Linked DNA regions of Bombyx mori: region 2 is linked to region 1. The links are chromatin contacts, called in public Hi-C maps. All regions are on one chromosome and are shown on one strand. The core of a region is the stretch at or near the end of the contact, and the rest is flanking DNA. Distances in the headings are between cores, read along the strand shown.

What was found. A called contact is a pair of places that touch in the nucleus more often than the background predicts.
Region 2: a contact with region 1 is called in a Hi-C map of whole pupa, with 2.9 times the contacts expected there. The contact joins the promoter of LOC101739797 here to the enhancer-like site in region 1. A contact is called at or near these places in 3 of 7 Hi-C or Micro-C datasets (midgut and whole pupa).

Annotation. Positions count from the first base shown.
Region 1 is chr11:10,882,320-10,888,020 of ASM3026992v2, forward strand. All of the region lies in intron 1 of LOC101739797 (breast cancer anti-estrogen resistance protein 1), which reads right to left. Among protein-coding and RNA genes, the nearest start is that of LOC101740072, 25 kb to the left of the region's middle. Within about 2 kb of position 2,937, at least 2 of the 8 cell types and tissues checked have open chromatin away from gene starts, as enhancers often do.
Region 2 is chr11:10,933,641-10,939,341 of ASM3026992v2, forward strand. It overlaps LOC101739797 (breast cancer anti-estrogen resistance protein 1), which reads right to left and starts at 3,412. Exons shown (of 9, transcript XM_038013838.2): 1 at 3,236-3,412. The coding sequence starts at 3,289. It overlaps LOC101746403, which reads right to left. Exons shown (of 4, transcript XM_012695059.4): 4 at 4,446-5,009. The coding sequence ends at 4,916. LOC134199691 (a long non-coding RNA gene) reads left to right here and starts at 3,563. Exons shown (of 2, transcript XR_009974292.1): 1 at 3,563-4,439; 2 at 4,528-4,833.

The DNA.
Region 1 (5,701 bases), core at 1,687-4,186:
ATATTTGTTTTTAGAACTTATTATTGAATTTCACAAAATACTTTACAAAGTCTGTATATCAATCAAGCACTAGTAATGAGACACAAGTGATCGCCACAAAGTTACAAAGTGAACTGATTGAAACAATATTAACACTAAATATAATAAATATATTTATTTATATAAACAACGAGTGTATAACCGTTATTGGAACCAGTTGAGTCACAGTGACGTCATTAAGATCGACGCACTTATTAAATTTATGTCCGTTTCGAGATATTGAGACACTGAGACAGGAGCCTATTATTACCAGCCAGTTTGTGACCTTTGGCCAATTATTATTGTGCAAGATATATATAGATAAATAATAAGATTTACCGTCATTATTGTCATGGGCCAAAAGTTTTAGTGTACAAATTAAGTTTTCATTATGTTCAAACCTATACAGTTTATTAACGTGACCACTGATTTTATGGTAATTGTGAACCAGCACGTGTTTGTACTACCATCCGCCTATTTCTGCCCCGAAGCAATCAGTCCTGGCTTGAAATGTAAGACATTACATATGATTGAGACTTCAAGCTCCGATCCCAAGGTTAGAGGGTGATGCTTGAGGTTCAATGTTCAGGTAGCAACTTAACATCGAGGGCTAAGACCATTTTAGTTTACCTTTCTACCTAATATTCTAACCAAAACACTCACAACATTTTGTCAATGATAACAAAAAATTGCAATAAAAATAAATGCTCATACGAAAGAAGAATATCATTTTATAATATTATATGACTTGTACTTTATTTTAAATTAAAGATAATTAAAAACAATGAAAATTAATTGTACGCAGATTGGAACCGCATGAGTTGGTGTGATTCATAGATTCACCATTCACAGAAACTGACATAATATGTAGTTGTTAAATTATTATTGTATAGCACTCGATCTATCCACGTGTGAGGTCATTTTCTAAGGTTAATTCACGTCACTATATCGGGGACCATTGTATCATTTGTTTCGTTTTATTGGCGCCTTGTGGTCAGCCATTCAGACCCAGTTTTATTAAATGTGTGTGTCCGCCTAACGCTCATCCATTTCTTATCTTTTGTGGTGCTTTCAGTATCCACATAATATTGTGAAAAAATATCCACAAGTAGCAATACCGAGATTTTTTAAGTTTTGTTGTATGCAGTCATCAACATTGGTCTCCTGTAAACATAGCTCATTTGATTCCCACGTTAATCGTCTTAACGACACATTTAATCTTACTTACACTTAATCTGTTAATGATCGATAAAACCAATTCACTAAGAGATCTAAATTAAAAAAAAACAGCTATTATTATTATTACTATATTATGTTTTTATCAGCTTTCTTGCCAATTTTAGCTACAGCTGTTTATATAAATGTTTCATTAAACATGGAATTATTATACGAATTAATTTTAAAGTAAACTTCTGAATTTATGATAGATAACATAGTTACCTCCTCCCACTTGATAGTGCATAAGTACCTCAACTTGTATTATTACGCTTGTTGTTTTGATTAACGGGGTCCGTCGGCTTACAACGTGAATGTTGCTGGCTTTTTTCCCCTCCCTATGCTGATAGTCTTGAGAGGCTATTTCAGCTTTACGCTACCGTGTAGGTGAGCTCTTGGGGCTCACACCGGAAGTTTTGCTAATACTGGCCCTAGCAAGAGCAATGCTTCGTAGAATCTACCACCGGATCGGAAACGCGACCCACTGAGAAGATCCAGCGAGAAACTCAGTGGGCTGTGTCTATTTAATTTACCCGCCGAGCCCTATATCGCAAGCGAAGAGTTCAGCAAGGACGCTGATCAGGGTGGCGCTCGCTACTCATATTTAGACAAGTCGAAGTATGAATATAGTAATAGTAATAAAGTATCAAGACTCGTCCACCCTTTAAACGGGAACACATGACTGCTCCGCGGAAACACGCAAAATGTTAAGGCTTAGGCTCACAATACGGCCTACCATGACTATGAAATGTGATTAGATTCCAATATTTTAGAATAACACAGACATTTTTAATCATATATTACGTTGTACTTACTATTCTTCTGATGACTACGTAGTATTTGTTATAAATAACAGCTATTTTAAATAACTATTCTGATTTACCAACTGAACTACACATACTTGTAAACTTAAGTGATGGTAGGACCTCTTGTGAGTCCGCGCGGGTAGGTACCACCACCCTGCTTATTTCTGCCGTGAAGCAGTAATGCGTTACGGTATAAAGCTGCTGTAACTATACTTGAGACCTTAGAACTTGTATCTCAAGGTGTACTTACGTCATAGATGCCTAAGGGCTCCAGTAACCACTTAACACCAGGCTGTGAGCACGTCCACCCATCTAAGCAATATAAAATAAAAGATAAACGACTATGATTTCCTCTTGTATTCTGATTCTACAAATTCGCAATGCTACGTTTGTTTTCAAGAAGTAAAAGGAAAACAAACATTACTTAGTATTTCTGGGACAGTGAACCTTCGCTAAACCACAACCTACTCTCCGTCCTCGTCTTTGAATCTGTCATCAAAATAGAAATGTCGTAAACGGCTACGGTTTTGTGGTTATTTTACAAATAAACAAGACGAAATATTAACAAGAGAATTCACAAACATCTTTAGTAAATAATAAATAATGTTTGAAACCACAACAAAATTATTGTTTAATAAATTTATATAGTTTGGAGATTTGGTTACATGCAATCGGCAGGCTCCTAAGCCTGATGCCAAAAATGGTTGACTGGATAACTTCGTTCGTTCGTTACCTTGCAATTCGATTCAGTTTTCTGTACTTCTATTGCTGCCACGTGCCACTAATATTGACAAATCAATCGTATGGTAAATTTTCGCGGTCGAGTAAGCTCTGCCATGTGATAGTGTTGAAAATCAATGAGAGCCAACGGGGGACTGAATGGCGGGGCGACCTAGGAAGGTCGCATGTAGTACGACAGAGGTCAAAGCGCATGCGCCAAGGACATACGAGGAACTTCACAAAAGTGGAGCATATTTTTGTACATTTCTAGACGTCGCTTCAAGCTATTGCTAGACCGTCTTTTCTAACTAGGATTCAACGACAGAAATTCAATAGCAATAGTGTTCAAACTACAATTTCAAATTATTAGTTATGATTATTACCTATACCTAAGCTACTTTTTACTTGCGACTTCGTTCGCTTTAATGGTAATTTGGTCAACCAATTTAAGCACAGAACAAGTATTATTGTAGGACGCTGCTAAACAATATAATTATGTTGTATGTGCTTCTATTTGGCGTTAACATAAACACACTATGTATGAAAGCGGTTGAGAAAATTATGCATGACTTTTTCAAAAAAATCTATGCTAGCTCTAATAAATAAAAATTATTTGTATTTCTTCCAAGATACTACAGGTAGCATGATGCAATTTTTTCAATCCGAGGTTTTGTGTAAGTCGGACCTAAGCCTAAACCTATTTTTTTCTATCCCACAGGAATAGTATTTTTTTTTATCTAGATGAAAGGTACCCTATGTCCTTTCTGTACCCGTGAAATGATAAAATGTCAACCAGTCATAATAATCGGTGAGTAGATAAGACGTGTAAGTATAAACAAACACTCACTTTCGCATTTACGCATTTAGTACCTACCTATTAAGTTTTATAAAATCTATATATTAATACGTGAAGCAAAAACTTTGTATCCCTTTTTACGAAAATTGCGTGGACGGAGGAGTATGAAATTTTCCACACTTATAGAGAATATAGAGAAGAAGTGTACAATGCTAATATTTTTTTAAAATAATGCATAAAAGATACATTAAATCAATAAAGAAAACATTACACACACTATATACCATGTATTTGACGCACACACGCATGTATACTATTTATTGTCAAACTTTTGTTCTTGACGTCTGTGGTCAAATTGAGAATAGATTCAATATTGTTTGTCTTTATTAATATTTTTATAGTGTAGCCTTGGCGAAATTTATGATTATAGAAGTATAAAATACAATCATAATAGTGTACAAACTTATAATTCCATTTAATTATAGTCGAATTTCGACTACTGCGGGACCTCTAGTTAGTTTAAATAGAACTTGAAGATCATATCAATGATGCGAACTAAAGTGACAGGGCGCCGATAAAAGTCATTTATCGAAAAAAGGACAACTCGAAAATATAACCAAACATGACGAGAATCATGCCTGTCATTCAGAACAGCTTTAAAACAAATGAACCAGGAAACGTTGCGGACTGAAAATAGTCACATAATGTCGGTGCAGTTGCTAGCGTGCGACATTATGGCAGGGACGAGGCGCCATTCGTCTAGACGCCTGTTATTTTATTATAATTAAACAATTTTTTCCTTCATCGATTTCCACACGGTAATGGTTAGTTACCGCGAAAGATGAATGGGCGATGTTACTGATCTGAAACGTTCGTCCTTTGAAGTCAAACGATATAATTGGCTTCTTCGAAAAATTATAAAAGTTTTAATTGGAATTTGGCGATCTTCAAGTTTGCTTGTTATTTTAAATTACATGATTTATCTTTGTAAGTGAACCAAAAAGATGCAAATTTATACGATACGTTACGATGCTCGATGGATACATGTTGTTGTTGATTTATATTTCGGTTGTACAGGTGTGTGTTACATAATATGTGTATTATGTATATAAAAAAACATATCAAGGTTTTTATTTTTATTTGAACTGTTACCTATATGGTTGAGTGGATAAGTCCTTTAAATTTACATGATTTCAATGCAATTTTATGTCTGTGCGGATATTGGTACTCTATATAGTGCTACTCTGCTTATTTCTGCCACGAACTGTTGTTTTCCAGATAGAATTGACAGCCGATGTCCCAATTGAATTGAAACATCGATCTTATCCCTCAAGACAGGCTGCTGCCTACCTTATCCGCCTTATAGTGTCTTAATTATTGAATTATACATCAATTTATGTTTAAGTAAATGAACTGGTACATTTGTAATCAATCAACAGTTTATTGGTAGAGTTTAAAAAATCGAATGCGTTGTTGTTAGTGCATAGTCTTGTTTATTTTTTGAAAAAGAATTAATGGCTTTATTAGCCAATTAGGGCTGATAAAACAACGTCTAACGAGTATCTCGATCTAAGAAAATGTCTAATAAAAAAATCATATAATTTTTATCGATAAAAACACACGTAGTCATTATCATTTACACACAGCTGTACTTTAAGTAATGCTCGCCTGTCGAGATAAGTCAGTCTGAGACATGTTTAGATACTGTACCAATGGACTAAGTACTATTCAAACAATTGATTTGTATTAGTGTTCACTATTATGACGACATTTGATTGTTTTAAAATTTAGTGTGAGATTTTATTCTGTAGTGTATTTCACTATAAGAAAGTGCTTTAATATTCCTCGTTTAAGAGGATTGAATTCGTTATTACATATTTTTTCTGTTGGTTGTATAATTATAAAACTACATAATTCCGAAACGGTTTTAATGTCTTAATGTTTTTTAATGCCTAACATTTAGCTTTTCACTGAAATAGCAATTTTTTAAAATAAATAATTAAATAAAACAGCTCTGAAACAGTTCCCAAATCGTGTTCCCATTCCTATACTCTAGAAATTTTGAAAACCACGACTATAAAAAACTACAATCAAAACATCTAACTAAGCAATGACTGCTGACTCGTAATGTATTTTATATTTGTTG
Region 2 (5,701 bases), core at 2,162-4,661, 52 kb after region 1:
AACAGTCAGCGTTTTAACTATCAAACGACTAAGAATATCATTTTACATCAACATCGTGAATATTTTAATCGTATCGGATTCAAAAGAGTAGATTCAAAATGTAACATAAAATTTATTTAAATTAATTTTAGAATATCTACAAAAACATCCATATAAAAATTTACGTAGATTATCAGCTTACTACGATACACGATAAGATAACTTAAAAATTCTTTGTACAACATGTTGCGTATAATGTGGACATTACTTAGAAACGATAAAGAAACTATTTTCGTAATGGCTTTCCATGTTAAAAACAGTAAGTATATCCAACAAATTAGTTTACAATCCGTTTTACTGTTATGCAAGTAATTTAATATAATTTATGTCAATGTAATTGAATATGCAATTTCGAAAATGAAACTTTTCTGAAAACGAAAATTCTCTGAAAATGTAAAATGTTCAGGAAATGAAAAAAAAACTGATTATTTTCTAAAGCAGTGTAAAATTTAAAATATTAACTTTTGAGATATATTTTAGTGTTAATTAGCAATTGAAAATTACTGGAATTACTATAAAATGGGTGTAAGTAAGCATCAAAACTACATGTATATGAAAAAACGTATTTGACAAAATATGCGACATGTGCCCTTTTCGAAATTGCATATTCAATTGTAACGAAGTGTAAATATCGATGGAGGGTTAGTATCGTAGAAAACGCGAAAACCCAGCGAGGCTCACCTGTGTGGGGAGCACAGTCTCCCGGCCCAGGGGTATCGACATTTCGCTAGCGGCGCCGCCGGCCGCGCCCCGGCGCCCGCCCTCGCCGCACCATCCACCAACACGACACTAGGAGCCGCGCGCCCGCCTGATACCGACTCCTCGACGCTTCGCACAACAAAAAATCACTTTCCCTCAAAAATTGTTTTCCACGACTTTAAAAAGCTTCGCCACGATAGAGCGTGACTATGATGCTCAACGAAAATTTAATATTTTTCTCATTAACTTAATGAAGACCCAAAAATTAAATTCGCTTAATTCAAATGCGGCAACGTACAAAAAACGCGATAAGATCGAGACAACGAACTGACGCCCTCATCGACTGACGCGAGTATTCGACTGGCGCATAGATTGTACACTGGGCTAGCGTGCGGCTGATGGCGGTCGCGCGCATCGTTCACCCCGCGCCTTCGCCCACGGCCCTCGTGCGTCGCTATGTCGCGATCATCACTATCAGAGCCGCAGCACAGCCTCCTTCATCTCGATCATACCTTTCAGGCAAGGCGGTAAGGACCGCTGCTCAGCTGAACACGTGTCTAACTCACGGTCGTAGTGCGGTTATCGAGTGAGAGAGTACACATGCGCACTATACCGTAGTACTAGCTGTGGCCCATTCATTTATACAAATCTCGCCTGAGGCACTTTACACCTGAGCAAACATTATGGAGCTTGACAACAATTGCGTTGTTTCAAAACGAAGCAATTACATATCCAGTATGGGTTTTTTAGAAAGAAGTACTTATGACACGATCGAGAACACATTTTGGTAAATAATACCTACATTTAAGCGGTAAAGCGTTTGATCTAATAGTCACCACCATACAGGCTATTTCTGTTTGAAAGCCGGACGGACACTCATGTCTCATGTCTATGGGTGCAGAAATTCGCGCTGGGTTGTCTCGGAGTCTCGTTGACAACTTGTCACTAGAATGACCGTGAACTCGTCTGTCTAAAGCAATAAAACATACAAGATACAGAGTACATAGATATTTAGATAATATATGAACATACAACAAAACCATAACTATGACATGCGCTATGACATGTCCTTCTTCAAACGGGGCTTGTGGAGAGTATTAAGCGGTAGGCAGCGGCTTGGCTGTGCCCCTGACATTGCTGAAGTCCATGGGCGACGGTAACCACTCACCATCAGGTGGGCCGTATGCTCGTCTGCCTACAGGGGCAATAAAAAAAACTATAAGTTAGGTATATACCCCGAAGGGTAGACTAAACAGTTTTGTTTCAAATATTAACGATTTTAAGTATCGACAAGCAAGAACCCTCCTTCAGTGTTCGAAGTTATTTAAAGACTTCAATAAGTCCAATGACGAAGACCAGCTATGTACTAGTTTTTGTTCATTATTTATCTCATAAACGTCAATTTTGTACAAAAATAGCTGAAGTAAATTCTTAATAATTTGCTCTATGAATAATCTTATCTTTGATTTCAATACTTTACGTACCTAGTAGTAGGTACGTATATCTATATTAGTAATCAACCAAACAATTGTTATCTACCATATCAACGAAATGATTGATGTTTCATTCCAAACATTTGCTGATCTTGGTAGCGTAAGAATAAAATTTCCGATTATTATTAAAATAATGAAAATTCACGAAGGTCTTAGGTTCTAGAAGTGCGTAGGCGGAAATCGAGGCTGTGTAGGTACTGGGTAGCTCGTTCACTTCTCCTTTCTACGTTCACTGGTCCAGATTACGTCATTTTACCTGTAAGCCCTAGATTATAGTCTAGTCCTTGGTTATTGTTGTTGTAGGTGTCACCCGTTATTTGCATATGTAAGGAACAAGAATCGTGTCATAAGCTTTTATAACAAAGTATAAAATTCAAGCCACTATAAAGAACTGTTGTTTAATAAGAAATAGTCAGCATATTCATGCTGATAAACATTTGTTTTTTAGTCACTTTTTAGAGTTCATAAAGAAGGCACCTATTACTCGTACATATCTATAGCATTTGAGGTGCGATACCGACGAGAATGAATGTTACAAGCCACATTTTTACGTGTTGTTATTTATTATGTATCTTTTTTTTTCTTTTTATTATTGCTTAGATGGGTGGACGAGCTCACAGCCCACCTGGTGTTAAGTGGTTACTGGAGCCCATAGACATCTACAACGTATATGCGCCACCCACCTTGAGATATAAGTTCTTAGGTCTCAAGTATAGTTACAACGGCTGCCCCACCCTTCAAGCCGAAACGCATTACTGCTTTTTTGCTTGTAATGTGCATTGTGTGACTAATAAATAAACAAATAACGCGATGAACATAAACATTATATGTACTATGAGTACAAAAGCTCTAAGTGTACTCAAGTATCGTATAAATAATTTGCCAGATTGAACTCAAATGAATTTGATAAAATAAGCCAAATTTAAAAATATTATTTTGTCAAACGATCAAATGTTATCTAAAAATTACAATTAAACTGCATTCATAACAAAATAGATCTATACCTTGACGCCATCCATATCGCTGTGGCAAAGGGTCCATCTTCCATACGTGGTCATTTTCACATCGAAACACTTCGCCTACGTTACAGAATTGTTTATGGGTGAAATTAATATTTTATAGCACAAAGCAACAGTCATGAACTCACGAATGCAGATTCAGTACTGCAATGCAATGTGACACCGCGGCCTCGGCAAACAAACTGTTTAGTGCTTGATTAGCACAACGTGTGCAAATCGTTGGCGGTGAGACTGAGACGCTTGCTCAAATTGAAATTGATTGCTTGTACGAGTGTTTCTCATTGACGTGATTGAATAGAACGAACGAAACGGGCCTTGCAAGCCATTTAACTATTGTTGACCCTATACTAAAGAAAATTAACGATACACTTTGGCCAGGCCTATTTACTCTTAAAGTTATTTGGATGTGAGAAGGTGTATTATCAATGAATTAACTGGGACAATTACTTGAGTAAATCTACGATGACTAAAATGACGAAAATAAAACTGTACAATTTGTAAACTGTCACATAGTCGGAAAAAAAGGGTTTTACTGGGGGTTTTTAACTGTACTGAATGTAACACGGAATGTAAAATGGTTTAGTTTCATTTTATCACGTAGGTAGGCACTTAGATCGCAAATACCGCAACACGACACTTCCGAGGACTATATGTATTTATACGAAATACGAATATTCTTTGTTCTAGAGCAGTCTAGAGGTTTGGTTTGATGGGATTCCGAAATCATCTCTAAATGTTGTCTACGAAATTCGCTTTTATTAGATACAAAAATAAGCGACAATAACCACTATCAGATTTATATAGGAAGATATTTAAAACAAAAACTCATCATTATCGCAATCAATATCGAATCAATACAGAAAGTGATTAAAATAGATAAGGAGAAATCAAAGAAGAGTAAGAAAATGTATATCAGTGTTTCTAGAATTCCCGTTTAATTTAACTACTATAAATCAAAAAAAAAAATTAAAAAAAATTAAAATTAAAAAAAGAAACTCTTTTGTCTGTTTCCCGGAACAGATTTCCATGAAACTTTTACTGGTAGTTTTTTTTTTTTAATTTATGTAGTTATTCGTTAAAAATATTATATTATTATGTATATTTTCTATATTCCTGGCCTGGCTGCTAAGGAAATACAACGAAAGTGGACTAGTAGATCTACATTACATACTAATGATAATAAAGAAAAGTAAGGTTTTGAAACATTTCCATTTTATTTCCAGACACTGCATATTATGACTAACATATTACTGAGGTATGTCGTTCTCATGTTACAGATTTACAATTAGCAGCTATTAATATAAAGTTTATATTTCTAAGCTCAATAAGGAACCAGACAGATCTTTTTCAAAATGCACACACTCAACTGCACAAAGACTGGACACAATTTCATTACACATGACGTCACTTGGGGTCAAATAAACGACGATCTGACCATCACACTCTAACAGACAACGATTGGCTAAATAATATGTAATAGTACGTTATCATTGGTGTTTAGCGAACGTATAAAGATAACAACTCTATACTTCACGAAAGTAGTAATTGAATGGTTGTTTTAATAAAATCTCTTATGCAAATTATTTTTAGTTTTTTTATTTTCTAATGTTATTGAGGCCCGCTTGCCTATTATTCACTTGCTTCAGAAAACGTTGCACGAAAACTTTAACGATTGCTTCTGCGACTTGTCCTCAGTTCTCTTTCGATTTCATACTGCCTCATATCAGCTCTTTCTAGGAAATCACGACGATCTAAAAATCTGTAAATAGAAAATCGAATTATCATAATATTTGCCGATTCATGCAATAGAATCGTAACTCAACAAAGAAATCACGCGTTTACATTGTGGAATTGGTTTTATTAGACAGACTCAACAGCAATTATAACATATTAAAATTATATTTCTCAAGAGAGAATAAAAAGTATCGTCATATGGCCAATCCCATCATCACTCGGGCTCAAGAGTATGTCTAAGCTTAAGACTGTAAGCAGATCTACTACACTCTAATAGATCATACTTGCCAGAACAAATCAATATGAAAACGATTCTTTTGATCGTAAGAATAGTAATACTCATTAAATAAATAGGTACAATTTAAAATATTTTACGTTTTTTTTAATTATTGGTTTTATGGGCAGACGAGCATAAACTGTAAAAGTATGTTTAATTAGTTATATTTATATAAAATACTGCTACTTTTTACACTGGGAATCGTGTTAATAATTAATAAGTTATGTGCATTTAAAGTACGTAGAGAAGTTACGCATCGAAAAAAAAAAACTTTTATTGCAAATAGAATTTAATGTAAATTACTCGATTAGAATTTACTCATTAGAAGATCATACTCATTAGATTAGAAGTTACTCAATTACAACTGTAACTGAGTTAATTAATTAGAATAATGAAATTGTATTAAGTTAGTACAATCATTAAATAATAATTCATCGATT